2 separate regions of the Gasterosteus aculeatus genome follow, and region 2 is linked to region 1. The links are chromatin contacts, called in public Hi-C maps. All regions are on one chromosome and are shown on one strand. The core of a region is the stretch at or near the end of the contact, and the rest is flanking DNA. Distances in the headings are between cores, read along the strand shown. Region 1 overlaps magi1b (membrane associated guanylate kinase, WW and PDZ domain containing 1b). Region 2 has its middle 5.3 kb from the start of magi1b.

The links. A called contact is a pair of places that touch in the nucleus more often than the background predicts.
Region 2: a contact with region 1 is called in a Hi-C map of liver, with 6 times the contacts expected there. The contact joins two enhancer-like sites. A contact is called at or near these places in 4 of 6 Hi-C or Micro-C datasets (liver, skeletal muscle, tail fin and 1 more).

The regions. Positions count from the first base shown.
Region 1 is chr17:15,990,974-15,998,074 of fGasAcu3.hap1.1, forward strand. All of the region lies in intron 1 of magi1b (membrane associated guanylate kinase, WW and PDZ domain containing 1b), which reads right to left. Among protein-coding and RNA genes, the nearest start is that of magi1b, 34 kb to the right of the region's middle. Within about 2 kb of position 3,193, at least 6 of the 9 cell types and tissues checked have open chromatin away from gene starts, as enhancers often do.
Region 2 is chr17:16,030,441-16,037,541 of fGasAcu3.hap1.1, forward strand. No RefSeq gene overlaps it. Among protein-coding and RNA genes, the nearest start is that of magi1b, 5.3 kb to the left of the region's middle. Within about 2 kb of position 3,256, at least 1 of the 9 cell types and tissues checked has open chromatin away from gene starts, as enhancers often do.

The sequences.
Region 1 (7,101 bases), core at 1,943-4,442:
AGAAGACTACTTTAAAACGACTTCCTTTCAATGTGGACATTGGGTCTTGTGGTTGAAGTTAGGTCAGGATTTGGTCCAACTGTGGAACAAATAGAGTCGACTTGTCCAAGAGATCAGTGTCCTCTGGATGCATCACCAGCAATCGGTCATCCATCTATATGTGCCAGAAGATTAAGAAGATCACCACTCACCTTAAGCCTATAAGACAGCTCGTCCGTCTCTTCAAAGCAACAGCAAGCAGGTTAACACCATAAGCCCATTAACTGCTGCCGCGCTCTGCTCTGGCACCGGGTATATGCAGAGCAGAGGTGTTCCATGTAACAATATTAGATTGCATAGATGACCAAACCGTCTCAATGATCGGGCTTTACAGATATCGATCAGTTGCCAATCTATGGCTGCAGGGTTTCCCCGGCATACAGCTGTGCAGAGTCGATGCTAAACCATTAGACAACTCAGCTGTGTAAAGCTTCCCCATGTGCAATAAACTCGCCGTCTCTATATTTAGGTATCCATACGTGTGGTAAAAAGAGAGGTTTATTTAAAAAAAAAAAAAGTCTAGTGAAAAGTCTTGATGGATATGAATAAGAATACGGATAACGTTATTGATCACAAACCTGCCTGAAGAAATCATATATGTGTCGTGTCGCTCGCTTCTAGAGCCTGCTGCCCCTGAAACAAAGGACACACCGCGCTGACCCAAAACAGATGTGGACTGATTGATTACTCCTCCCCCCCCATCCCCGAAAAGCACTGAAGACCTGAGATGTTTAAACACATCCTACATCCTTTTGTTGTTTGCAGTTGTTTAGTTCCTGAGGGTTCACCAAGACCGCAATTACTCGCTTCTTGCATTATTCAAATAACGTATAGAACTCTTTTGTTGACGTGCAGATGAGCGACTCTGGGTTCCTGACTGCGTGGATAGTGCAACGAACCATTCATTGATTATCTGAATTCAATACAACTCATAGGCGACTAAGGGCATGCACGCACGCAGCAAGGGGGGAGGGAGAACAGTCGGCCCAGCAAAACGCCGCCCCCCCAAAAGCCTCTGCAAACAGATAATTAAAAATGACATATCCCTCAAACACGGCCCACCTGTTATAGATTTTCCATAAGCCCCCTAAAAAGAAGCAAGACGTTGAGAAGGAGACAGGCAATCCATGGCAGAAGGGAAGTGGGGGGAGAAAGGGCTTTAGGCGAGGGAGAGAGGCAGAGTGTGTCACACAGGAAGAGTGCGGCACTCTGAGCCACGCAACACATCCCAAGAATCTCAGACAGAGCGGAAACGTGAGCGGCTCCACTGCTTTCCGGGCATCTCCCATTGGGCCCGGCCCGCACCCTTCAGCTTAGATCAGCCAGCCGAGGCCCAGCTCAGACGTGCGGGGCCAGACGTGGCACCAGGCAGACCCTCCACTCGCAGCTGACATCTGTATTCATGGCATGGAAAGAACTTCCCTGAAACTGGATCCTCCCGCTCTTAGTGGGAAAGGAAAGGGTCGACCGATTTCTGACGATTCGGAAATGGCAGGACGAGCGGTGTAATTACATGGCGGGACCGCCGCGGTGACCTACAGCTATACTAATAATAGTATAATGTAGTAATAGTAATAGTAATTTAGTAATACTACAGAGACGTTATTGTATGTGCTGTTCCTGAAATCCATCTTTTTTTGCGAGGACTGTAGAAAATTAGCTGAGGTTGACGATTTGAGACCTGGGCTCAGGCCCAAATCCAAACTTACCTACGCTTCATTGTTTTCATTGGAAGAACGGAGGTGGTATGTGCAGGTCCAAAAGGATCCGCCTTCTCCTGAAGGACTATTAATAGCTCATTCGCAGTATTAGTCCAGCATTTATTATTAGATTACTGGACCGATTGCCGTTGATATGTGGAGCAAAAGTCAATTTGTGCCCAGAGGAGGACACTGATCGACCTTTCCTCTTAGCGAGGCATCTCGCCATCCAGTAGATTGTCTGGTGGTCTTAATGGCTCCTGAACATTTTCTCGTGCACCACCAACAGGTCGTACGTTTACCTTTCTCCCGATCAGATTTTCCCCCCGGCTGAGGGCTTGTGGTTTTTTGGAGTAGGGTGGACTTTGCATTGGCTAGACTGCCTCGGGATAATTTGTAAAAGCTTTGATGAACCTTGAACCTTTCAGTCCAGGAGTCTGCATATTTAGTGCTGTAGGTTACACAGGGGAATGTTGTGTGCACAGGATTATCATTACATGTACTGTTGATAATTACAATGCAATTTGAAAAGGTCTTTATGCAGAGTTATCTAAGAAATATTCTCCCTTCCATCGGCCCACTGGGCAACGGTAGAGACACTCTCTCTTTTAACAAAATGCACAGTGACAAAGCAGAAAAGGCCGCCATATGCCAGGCTGCCAGTCAGTTTTTACATTTAGCCAAGTCAGATCTGGCAGCGTGAACATGTTTCGTTGGGCACGGCGTTGTAAACAGTCTGGCATGCAAGGTAACATACACCCCCCCTTCTCTCTTCAATTGTCTTTTTAACATCAAGGGAAATGTTGCCAAGCAGAGGCTATGATTAGAATAAAGTCTTCTTTGAGTCAGCTTTATGGCTAAATTTAGATTCTTGTACATGGGATTGGGATTGAAACATAGGAACTGGATTAGTGCCTTTCAAACCTGACCAGCTACTGTACAAATTTAACTTAGCTATGGGACAAACACAGGCTGTCCGAAGGCATGTCCTAAGTAATCAACTAAGTGAGCAGTCCAACCACAGCTCTAGTTAATCAGATAATCAGGGCTAATCGCCAGTTAATTGATTCAAACAGCAGCAGCGACCTACAGTTAACATTTTCCTCATCTTAACCATATGCCACATATGGACATGTGGAGAAGTCAGAGAGCTCGATCGGACCCTTGTCAGGTGATCAGAGATTATATTTCCCATCCAGGGTATTAAAGGGCATTTCCAGGTGGGTACCAGTGACTAAACCATCTTAAACCATATTATTATCATCAGCAGCTCCAAAAAACATTCTGCAGAGATGTGGAGACCAATCTTTTATATCCACTCCACACACCGGTGTGTGTGTGTGTGTGTGTGTGTGTGTGTGTACATCCCTGTTTCTGAGCTCAACACTACCCCCTATGTTCCTCTATTGAATGTAGTTTGCATCGCGCAGCAATGGCTGGGCTCTGTAGCCATAGCAACAGCTGCCGATGAGTACAGTCGGTGACGGTGGCAGCCAGTCATGGACTGCTGCCCTCATCTGGACAAAGACAGTGTTACAAAAACAAAGGAGAGATCTTCCAAATAGAAAGAGATAGTGAGCCACACTGATATCCTCAGTATGAATCAGAGCAGTGTGACTTTAGCAGACAAGCATTACAAAAACAACCACGTGGATCTACATGTATGCAGGACCCAAATTGTCTATTCCCACAAAGGGAAATCAGTTGCAAACAGGGATGTGATTTCCCTTGAAACAGCCAAAACAAACTCAAATGGCATAATGAACAGAACCCGATCCTCCGCAACCGTGACGTGTACTAGTTGGGGTTTCTTGACAGAAAATGCTTCAAAATTCATAATGGAATCGACAGAAGACATGAAGAATCCAGTGTCTTAGGTGTTCGATAGTGGGGGGTTTTAATCTACGAGCTGCTGCTGAGTGTTAATTGTGAATTAGGCACGTGACCAATGGATATAATCACTTTGACTCTTGAATCAAACACTCATGTCCATCCTTTGTTAGCTGTTCCTTGTTGAGACTCGATCCAAGACGGTCACGGTTAAATTACCGGTGCTGCGTCAGAGTGTGTATACGGTTGTGTGTCCTAGTGCGGCTCGCCTGTTGACTAAGTTACAGATTGCTTTCATTGATCGTAGTCCTCCACACCAGAGGATTAATTGCAGCACCAACAGCCACAGTAGAGGCGGCAGTATTCCCGCTGCGAGCAGACAGAGGACTGAGAGGAGCCGACGTGGGACTTTTTATGGTCCGACCATACGCGTGTGTGTGTGTGTGTATATCCATATGTGTGCAGATATTTATCCATTATTCGCACAACTCGAGCGCCTATCTAATTTGGCAAACATCAGCATCCGCTAACTAAGGACTCCGCCACTATAAATAACCACAACACATCAGCCGCATTATGATTTGCGGCTGCTGAACAGAATACTAGAAGATCTCCGCGCTATTTAATATTCTTCTGATGATAAACTTGTGAACGAGAGGATCCATCATCCACTAACACAGGATTTCAACAGTAAATCTATACAAAGAGCAGACCAGTGGGAGCCCATCACTGCATAACACACTTAAGGGACAGTTCTCCTCCTTTGGTGCTATTTATCAATCTAGATTGTTTTTGTGTGAGCGGCATAGTTATGAAAATGTGCCTGTAACTCAAAATCATCCACAAACCTTATCGTATGCATCATATCTCATCTAGTCCCGTTATACTGGAGATACAACTGATGTCCCTACGGTGGACACCAAAATCCATCTGGACTGATAAATAAAACCACAGGTAACAGGACAAATATGCTTTTTTGCTCAAATGTGGAACGTGCAAACCTCTTCAAATGACACTCAGAAAATCCACACATTACAACTGTAGATTACTCTACATTCACTTCTCGTATCAGCCTATACGGTACATGTTTGTGTATATCTAATAAAACAAACTAAAAGGCATTGCAAATGAATGTAATATGTGAGAATATTACGGTCTTTAAATAAGTATTACACCACTGATAAGTATTTCTCCTCATTGACGGGTGCCATTTTTGAGACCAATGGGAGCGTAAGTCTCACGTGACATATGCGTAGGGGGCATCAGCACTTCTACACAGACGGGAGGCGGGGCAAATAAAAACAGCAGAGGATGACAAGAAAAGGTACAACTGAGAGGGAACAGATTTTGAGGGAGGGAGAGAAGGTTGATATGATCAGAAACTAATAGGTTTGCAGTGAGTGACAAATGTGACAGCAAAGGCCTCAGTGTGTGTGTGTGTGTGTGTGTTCAAAGGGAAGACATTTAGACAGTGATTAGGAGACGCCCCGAGATTAAACCTTCACACACTTCAACAGTCGTTTAGCAAAGTGCTCTTCAAACACAACCCAAGAGGCACGCGTCAGCAAAAGGATCAAGCATCGGAAATATACCATCAATACAAGCAGGGCTCCTCTGAATTTAATTAAAGCATCGAATCCAATAGGAAAATAGGGTATTTATCTACTTGAAATGAAATGTATTTATGTACGGTATCATTTAAACACCACTAAGGGTAACTTAGGCCCGCACTAAAAAAAACAACAAAGTCGACATAAGGGACATATCTTGATAACAATTATAGCTGACATGCATGTGTGAAGTTGGTAAACCTTATGATACATTTAAGACTATAACGCTTCCAACGCAAACTAAAACGTTTGTGTCATTTGGCTTTCTTGAATAGTCTGTTCTCTCTTGATTCTTGTTGTTCTGGGGTCTCTACCCTCTTGGTCGAATGCACTTATTTTAAGTTACTTTGGATAAAAGCGTGTGCTAAAGACAAACTATTCAAGTTCCATATCCTCAATGCCAAAATGCAGACAACTACAGGCACTCAAGGATCAAACATCACATTTAAAAGCTCAAATGTATTCAGATTAAAAGCAATCTCGAGAGAAGACGCCACACTAACATAAATAAATAAAGGACAGCAGCTACGGGTTACTACAGCAGCGTGTGACTAAAGTAAACACCTCAAGAGAGCTGAGAGATGCCACATCATAATACCTCCTGGCCCCCCTACCCCCCCCAACCCCTTCTCCTTCTTGTCAAGATAAATCGGCAACTGCTGGGGTGTAATCAGAGGCCGCCTGCTACGTCACCCCCACTCCCACTGTGGGGGAACGCTGTGCTGACAGACCGACCGCTGGTCACAGCCGGGAGACGGAGCGCTGCGATGGAGGCACAGACACAACGGGAGGAAAAGACACAGAAACTAAGGGCAGGGGAGATGAAGACGGCCTGTCAGGGGGACAGAGGTGAGGATGACAAATAGAGACCAAAGAGGTAGGGAGTGACCAATTAAAGGGAGAGGTGGGAGGACGAGATGGGAGGCTTCATGGAAGTGTGTGTGTGTGTGGGGGGTGAGCTCGTTAATTCTGCCACTAGAGGGCAGATGTCACTCATTAAGAGTGAGGGACAGCATGCTCTCCCCCTACGTGTGTTTACGTTTCAGTGAATACTGGAGGGTTCAGCGGAGGCCGGAGTGGGAGAGCGGTTGTTGTCCTGTGGGTGTGGAAACGTGTTCCTGTATGCTAAAGCTGATTAGCAGTGCTGTGATCGGAGCACAGATCATGCAGCAAAGAAACAAAATGGCTACACGGAGGAAAAGAAACTTCCCAGCACTACAAGCCTGCTCAATGAATTTGTCAATTTTTAAGAATTATTCAGAGCTCAAAATATTGTTTTATTATGTCCTGCATTTGTCGGAGCAGCAGTGCAAATCCCACCAATATTCAATTAGTCACCATCCCAAAATGTTTTTCTCAACTTATCGGTTCATCTAAAGATTGCATTATCAATACTATTGTTACTTATTTATTTTCTTACAGATATTGGTAACTAATCAGCACTGATCTCAGCCAGAAGCAGACTATTTTATGCCGTCCTCATTTTCATTGCCTCTACCTGTCTTATGTAATTTCATAGTAACCCCCCCCCCTCCACACACACACACACACACACACATACACACACACACCCCTTGCATTCTCAAAACACGTATTTCCTTCTCTCATCCACACCCCTTGAGCTGCTGTCATCTTCTTCAGTCCATCCTTCCGTCTGTGCGTCTCCGTCCTGCAGAGTGAGGGCATAACCGACCCACTTTCCTGCCCCCGTCACCCCGTTCCACTGCTGACTCAAGACGCGTTCAACATGCTGTGTGGATGCACCACTACAGCCATGCATCCGCGTTGATGCGGATGAATACGTTCGACAACGCGCGCTTACAAAAGGGACACTCAAACGCACCACATCTGCTCGGTGATCTAATTTTAGATGCAGGATGGGAGCACAGTACAATGGAGCACGAACAGAAGTAGAGGAAACT
Region 2 (7,101 bases), core at 2,006-4,505, 40 kb after region 1:
GTAACTTGCGATGGAAATAGCTCACGAACAATTTCACATATTCATGGTCCCAGTATGATGAATCCTACCCACTGCCTAACAGCAGGTCACTGTTTTCCCATATACTGTGAATTAACTCAACATTTACACAATAACTTGGCCCACTGGTCTTCTGGGCAAGACTCGCCCTGGGGAGCATTCAAGCACTAGGAATAGTCGGGTCCACGCGCCATGCATAACCTCAGGTGTGTGGCCACTTTGACCTGACCAATAGGCAGAGATGGGAAAAAATACAAAGCAAAGTGTAATTTGATACAAAAAATACCTCTCAAATAAATGTATTAAAGTAACATTCAAAAATACTGGTGCCAGAAAATGTAACAAAACAAATACATGTACTTTACAATATAGAAATACCTTTTCTGGATATATATATACCATGGTCCTTCTTGAATATCATCTTGCTGATACATGGCCAACTGTAGAATGTATGGACTAAAACAACTAAGAAAACTTTCATAATATGCCTTTTAAATAAAATACATTGAATATATATATTTATATTTAAACAAATGGACATCACGGCCTGGCTGTCTGTGAACTATACTATCTGCCAGTCATTTATTTGGCCTAAATGTGAGTATTTGCCAGTTACCACCATCGTGACTTGTGTGTGTGTCTGAGTGTGTGAATGTGATGAGGGTGAATTATAGTTTACTGCACTCCACATATTAAATCCGTGCCCACAGCGCATGTGCTCCATGTCAATATTGATTTTTAGGAGTTGGATAGAAAAGTCAGGACCCCTGTGTTATAACACGGTTGTTATTTAAAGAGGAAGACCTGGATGAGGATGTGTTGTTTGTCCTAAACTGTTATGAGCCACCATTTCTATTCACGGCTGGCAGATGCGCCTGGTGGCCTCGCTGAACAGTAGAGTTAGGGTTGACACGGTGAACTTAACAGTAATAACTGCGGCTGCACTCATTTTACTTTGGTGCTACACTCTGGCAGTCCTCCACCATTAGTGGCTTTTATGGTGTACACCGCGGATGACCCATCCATCACCGCATCCCTCCAAATATTTATTGTGATGTGAGCATTAGGGCCTGTTCCACTATTCACATCTGCAGTATTTGCCAAAAGAGGCAACTTGAGTGTAAATGTATTTTCACTCTAAGTTCCTGTAATGATTTTAAAGGCGTGGAACATTTTGGTGATTCTCTGACTTTTTGTCCATCATTGTAATCAAGTCAAAATATAAATGTGTGGATTAAATTAAGATACCGCAAAACTATTGAAATTGAAAATGAGCTTCAGTCGTAGTGCTAATTAGCTAATGTTAGCACTTTAACACACATTGAACCTGCTCTGCATGTTAGCGGTGGCGTTGGCGGTATACTGTATTCCTATTTATACTTCACTGTTGACCTAACCACCGGGGTGCACTGCCGCCTGTTTTGCGTCTAAATTGTTTTAGAATTGGCTTTATGTAGAAATGCAGGAATAGAAAAAGGTGGGAGAGACATTGAAGTAAGAAAGAGAGAAATAATCTGTAGCTGTCATAGGCGTGAGATCATATTGATGCACCGTTTTGTCCATTAGAAAGGCAGCTCGTGCATCATTCATAAGTCATTAAAAACTACTTTTTAAATACATCTGAGGCAAGTCGTAGCTTAACTCCCCGAGTGGCTCCAGCATTGTATGACAAAAGATTTTCGCTGGAGTCATGTTCTCTGACCCGTGACTCATCTGTGCTCATCACTCAGCGCAGCCTCTGTAGATGAGAAGGGTCATTTTCCTGCTTTAGATGTCACTTTAATCTACTTTACCTCTGTTCCCTGATAATGCCTCGTTCATCATAATATCTACAAAGCGTAGAGTGCGAAAGCGGGGGAGAGAGAGAGAGATAAAGAGAAGGAGGCGGGGAAAGAGTAAAATCCTTCTTTTAACTAAAGCAGCACTGCAAAGCTCAGTGTTGCCCTGGAAGATTAAGCATGAACTGCGCAAAAACGCCACTGGATTATATGACTGGGTTACGGAGAGCTGTCACATCTCCGCCAATGGCAGGGAGGGAGGGACGTAACTGGGACTAATAAAGTAAAAGTAAAGTTAGGAATATATTCTACTGTACTAAAACCCTTTATATCCCGGGTCGTCGTGGCGCAGGGGTTAGAGAAGGTGTGCTGGGAAGCACAAGGTTGGTGGTACGATTCCAGGCTGCCCCATGTTCCATGTCGAAGTGTCCCTGAGCAAGACACCTAACCCCTAATTGCTCCCCGGGCAAAAATGTGAAAAAGCCACGGGTTTAAAGTGTAATGTAAGTCGCTTTGGATAAAAGCGTCTGCTAAATGACCTGTAATGTAATGTAATGTAATGTAATATCTTTGGGCCAGGGCAGGGGTGGGACATGAGGCCTCAGCCAGGCAAAGGCTTGTGCTCCCGGCTTGTGGAGGAGGCCCAGTCGAAACGCCTGCGGATGTGCATCCAGGGTGCCTGGCAGGAAATGGATCTGCCAGGCCGGCCCAGTTTTACCGACCCGCACACCGCAGTCTCGGCCCATGTAAAATAACCCAATGTCGGTCCATAGCTCCATAGCATTAACCGGCTGGACTTTTTAAAATATATTACCTGGGGCGCGGTGCTCTTCAAAGGCGGGTTGAAGGGGTTTAGTCCGGTGTGGGGGGGGGGCTTAAGTGTGGGGGCCCGGGACCGCCGGGGAGTGAGTGGTGTTTAGAGTCTGACTTAGGTGCTCCTTTTTGGGTCAACTGTTAAATGTGAAACAAAGTCCTGATGTTATTTCAAATGTATTTCCTACAATGACTGCTATATGAAACTGCAAGACCTTCTTTGCTGAAATGAGATGTGGAATAAAGCCTATATATATAGGATACTTTCCACCAAAGAGAAAGCCTGTGAGGAAAGTGGCTCAAAGATCTTATTAATCCCAGAATAAACTGAATTATGTCCCTAAATGTATTCATTTATATGCAGAAAAAAGGTGTGAATTTATGTGATTGAGTGCGACACAGAAGCATGGTGACTTTCAGGCTTTAGTTTGGCTGCCAAGCTCAGGAGCAGTATGGTGGCCGCTCTGTCATGGAAATGCTTCCCACATATCCATTCATCTCTCCCCTACTGTCTTTCTTGTTCTGTGTCTCTGGGCAGGTAAAAATAATCCTTATATCCAGCCTATTAGTTACAGAGGATTAGACCCTTGGCAGAGATGGGAGGTGAACAGAGAAAGAGACACATTAAATAGCTACAGCGTTATGTGGTGATATTCAGTCCCCACAAGCAAAAGTTTCTCTGTGTGTAGATATCTAGATACATTTTAAAGGAATGGAAAACACTTCCAGCGGAAAGTTTGTGGCCTTACGCGCAATGAGACTGTAAGATATGTCATAACATAGCCGTATGCCAAAAGAATGATAATTGTCTGTGTTGAAGTTTCTGTTTGCTGCTGTGTATGTTCGGAAAAAGGAAACAGTCTGCCCCCCCATCTTGAACTGGTGGTCTAGTGGTTAGTCTTCGTAGTCGCTGCCGGCCACCTGCCACTAGGGTTGACCTTCATGTGTGTGTGTATAAAAGCTCAGTACTTTTACTGCTTGGAAAACCTCATCTCCACAGAGCGCTATAATACATGCTCGTGTACTTGACCTCCTGCATGCAAGCAATAAATTGACTTTTACAACTTTGATCATTCATAAAGACTGTTTTTATCAGACAAACATTGAAACAATGAAACAGTTACAATAAAATATTCCACAACAAGACGCGCTTTTGCTGCAGGAAAATGCGTCTGCAGTGATACTATATGTGCTTTTGTCATGTATGCATTTGTATATGAGCCAGAAAGCACTTGCTGTCTGAGAGCAAACCCTTCAGTCTTGTACAGAATCCCTGATGAATTGCAGACTCTCGCCAACTTTATTATCAGTGTGGATAGAGATCTCTCCACCTCTAACCCTTTCAGAAGCTCATTCGAAAGTCAAGACTCATCTATTGGCTTTTGATCTAATTAAACAACGTGGAACTGCGATGAAAAGAATGGAGCAGCCATTACCTGACTCCATTAGCTACGAGCACGGAATAAAGAAATTGCTCGGCTGAGGAGCGATTCAGCCTTACTATTTCTGCTCCTGCAGCAGCCGTTAAGAAATATCTTTTCATTCAAATCAATGGCCTGAGGAAGAACAGGTATCCCTCTGTTTTTACATTGAAACAGAATGACATGTGCCTCCTCTGCTGGTCATTTGAGTTATTGCAATGTGGCACATCGAAATACTGAAAACACTTCTTCGTTTTTGAGCCCTTTTCGTCAGAAAACGTTCATTGTTATTTTACCAAATGACGTGATGTCATTTTTTGTTATTGCCAAGCATGATTACACTGCCATCAGTTTTCGTAATATATTTATAGCCCCTTGTGTTCAGATTCAAAATTCAGTAATCATTGAACACATCATATGAGTCATTTCCAGCAGGCGGGCGGCGTCGATGAACATTGCCAGTGGGTAAATTAGGGGGCAGCAGTTTTCTAAGATGAGAAAAGTTGAGCAGAGCAATTAGGATAGAAAGACACATTCCCTCAGTGGGAAAACATGACGTTGGAGATGCCGGTGGATTGTAATAATGTTTACAGTCCAAGCTATTAACTCTAATTTGTAATGCTTGGAAACAAGGCGCCTTTGCTCAGTTGAGTTCATAATATTAGCGACATTTAATCACATGAAGCTTTCATTCAAGTTCTTGACCCGGTTCCATGGTTTCACTTTGGGAGTCAATGACAGGAACACAGAATAGACTGTCACATCTTTTCACTCCATCATCGGCAGTTTGGCCGGTTTGTGCTGTGTTGAGAGGATCATTTACAAAAAATACAACAATACAAAAGATGAATTATTCTCCATTACAAATGAAAGCGTCATCAACACATTTGGAGTTGATGCATCAATATGTCAAGTGCATTCCCCTGTATGCCAGTAATGGAGCTTTTGTATATACAGTTTAGTATTCCAGGCCAGGTCTCTCCAAAGGGTCATGAGATAAACCTGAGGGGCCACCTGATGGGTAATGGGAGAGCGAGAACTAAAGAACAAAATCCTTCTCAATTTGTGTTTTTTCACAATTGGTGCAAGTAAAAGACAGCCGAGTGCTGTCATAACCAATAGAAGGAGTGGACTTACAACGAGACAGTCGGCATGATCACTCTCTGGTACTAAATATCCCCCAACGAGCCACTCTGATGATTTAAAACATCATTTAGTAGTCAGTGGGTTTTCAGTGGATTGTGCTTGTAGAGCAGAAATTAATGGATATTAGCTGGCTTCCTAAAATTGATCGCCGGTAAAGATTGAGGAAAGGAGGTGATTGCAAACAATTAAATACTTAAATGATCTTGAACGTATGGCATGAAGCCCCATCATCATGCTTAATTACGCAACAGATCTATTATTTAACATTACACGCATACTAATGATACTAAAATGATGGAAGTGTCAGAACCGGACGGGAAGTAGGACTCAGACGCAGAGTAGGTGTATACGATGACCGTTTTATTCGCACAGAGAACAAATAGGTCCAAGACATAAAGTCACTCCAAGGGAGGGAACAAGGCTACTTAAGTTAACCTCACTGAGACTTGACGCCGGACAAAAGAGCAACAACGAAAAATCACTCGAACGAGGTGAAAACTATGATCATGAGACTAAACTAACTATGGCACGGTAAACTACGGTCACGAGACTAGACTAACTATGGCACAGTAAACTATGGTCACTAGACTAGACTAACTATGGCACGGTAAACTATGGTCACAAGACTAAACTAACTATGGCACAGTAAACTATGGTCACTAGACTAGACTAACTATGGCACGGTAAACTATGGTCACTAGACTAGACTAACTATGGCACGGTAAACTATGGTCACTAGACTAGACTAACTATGGCACGGTAAACTATGGTCACTAGACTAGACTAACTATGGCACAGTAAACTATGGTCACGAGACTAGACTAACTATGGCACAGTAAACTATGGTCACGAGACTAGACTAACTATGGCATGGTAAACTATGGTTACGAGACTAGAGTAACTATGGCACGGTAAACTATGGTCACGAGACTAGACTAACTATGGCACGGTAAACTATGGTCACGAGACTAGAGTAACTATGGCACGGTAAACTATGGTCACGAGACTAGACTAACTATGGCACGGTAAACTATGGTCACGAGACTAGACTAACTATGGCACGGTAAACTATGGTCACGAGACTAGAGTAACTATGGCACGGTAAACTATGGTCACGAGACTAGACTAACTATGGCACAGTAAACTATGGTCACGAGACTAGACTAACTATGGCACAGTAAACTATGGTCACGAGACTAGACTAACTATGGCACAGTAAACTATGGTCACGAGACTAGACTAACTATGGCACAGTAAACTATGGTCACGAGACTAGACTAACTATGGCATGGTAAACTATGGTTACGAGACTAGAGTAACTATGGCACGGTAAACTATGGTCACGAGACTAGACTAACTATGGCACGGTAAACTATGGTCACGAGACTAGACTAACTATGGCACAGTAAACTATGGTCACGAGACTAGACTAACTATGGCACAGTAAACTATGGTCACGAGACTAGACTAACTATGGCACGGTAAACTATGGTCACGAGACTAGACTAACTATGGCACGGTAAACTATGGTCACGAGACTAGACTAACTATGGCACGGTAAACTATGGTCACTAGACTAGACTAACTATGGCACAGTAAACTATGGTCACGAGACTAGACTAACTATGGCACAGTAAACTATGGTCACGAGACTAGACTAACTATGGCATGGTAAACTATGGTTACGAGACTAGAGTAACTATGGCACGGTAAACTATGGTCACGAGACTAGACTAACTATGGCACGGTAAACTATGGTCACGAGACTAGAGTAACTATGGCACGGTAAACTATGGTCACGAGACTAGACTAACTATGGCACGGTAAACTATGGTCACGAGACTAGACTAACTATGGCACGGTAAACTATGGTCACGAGACTAGAGTAACTATGGCACGGTAAACTATGGTCACGAGACTAGACT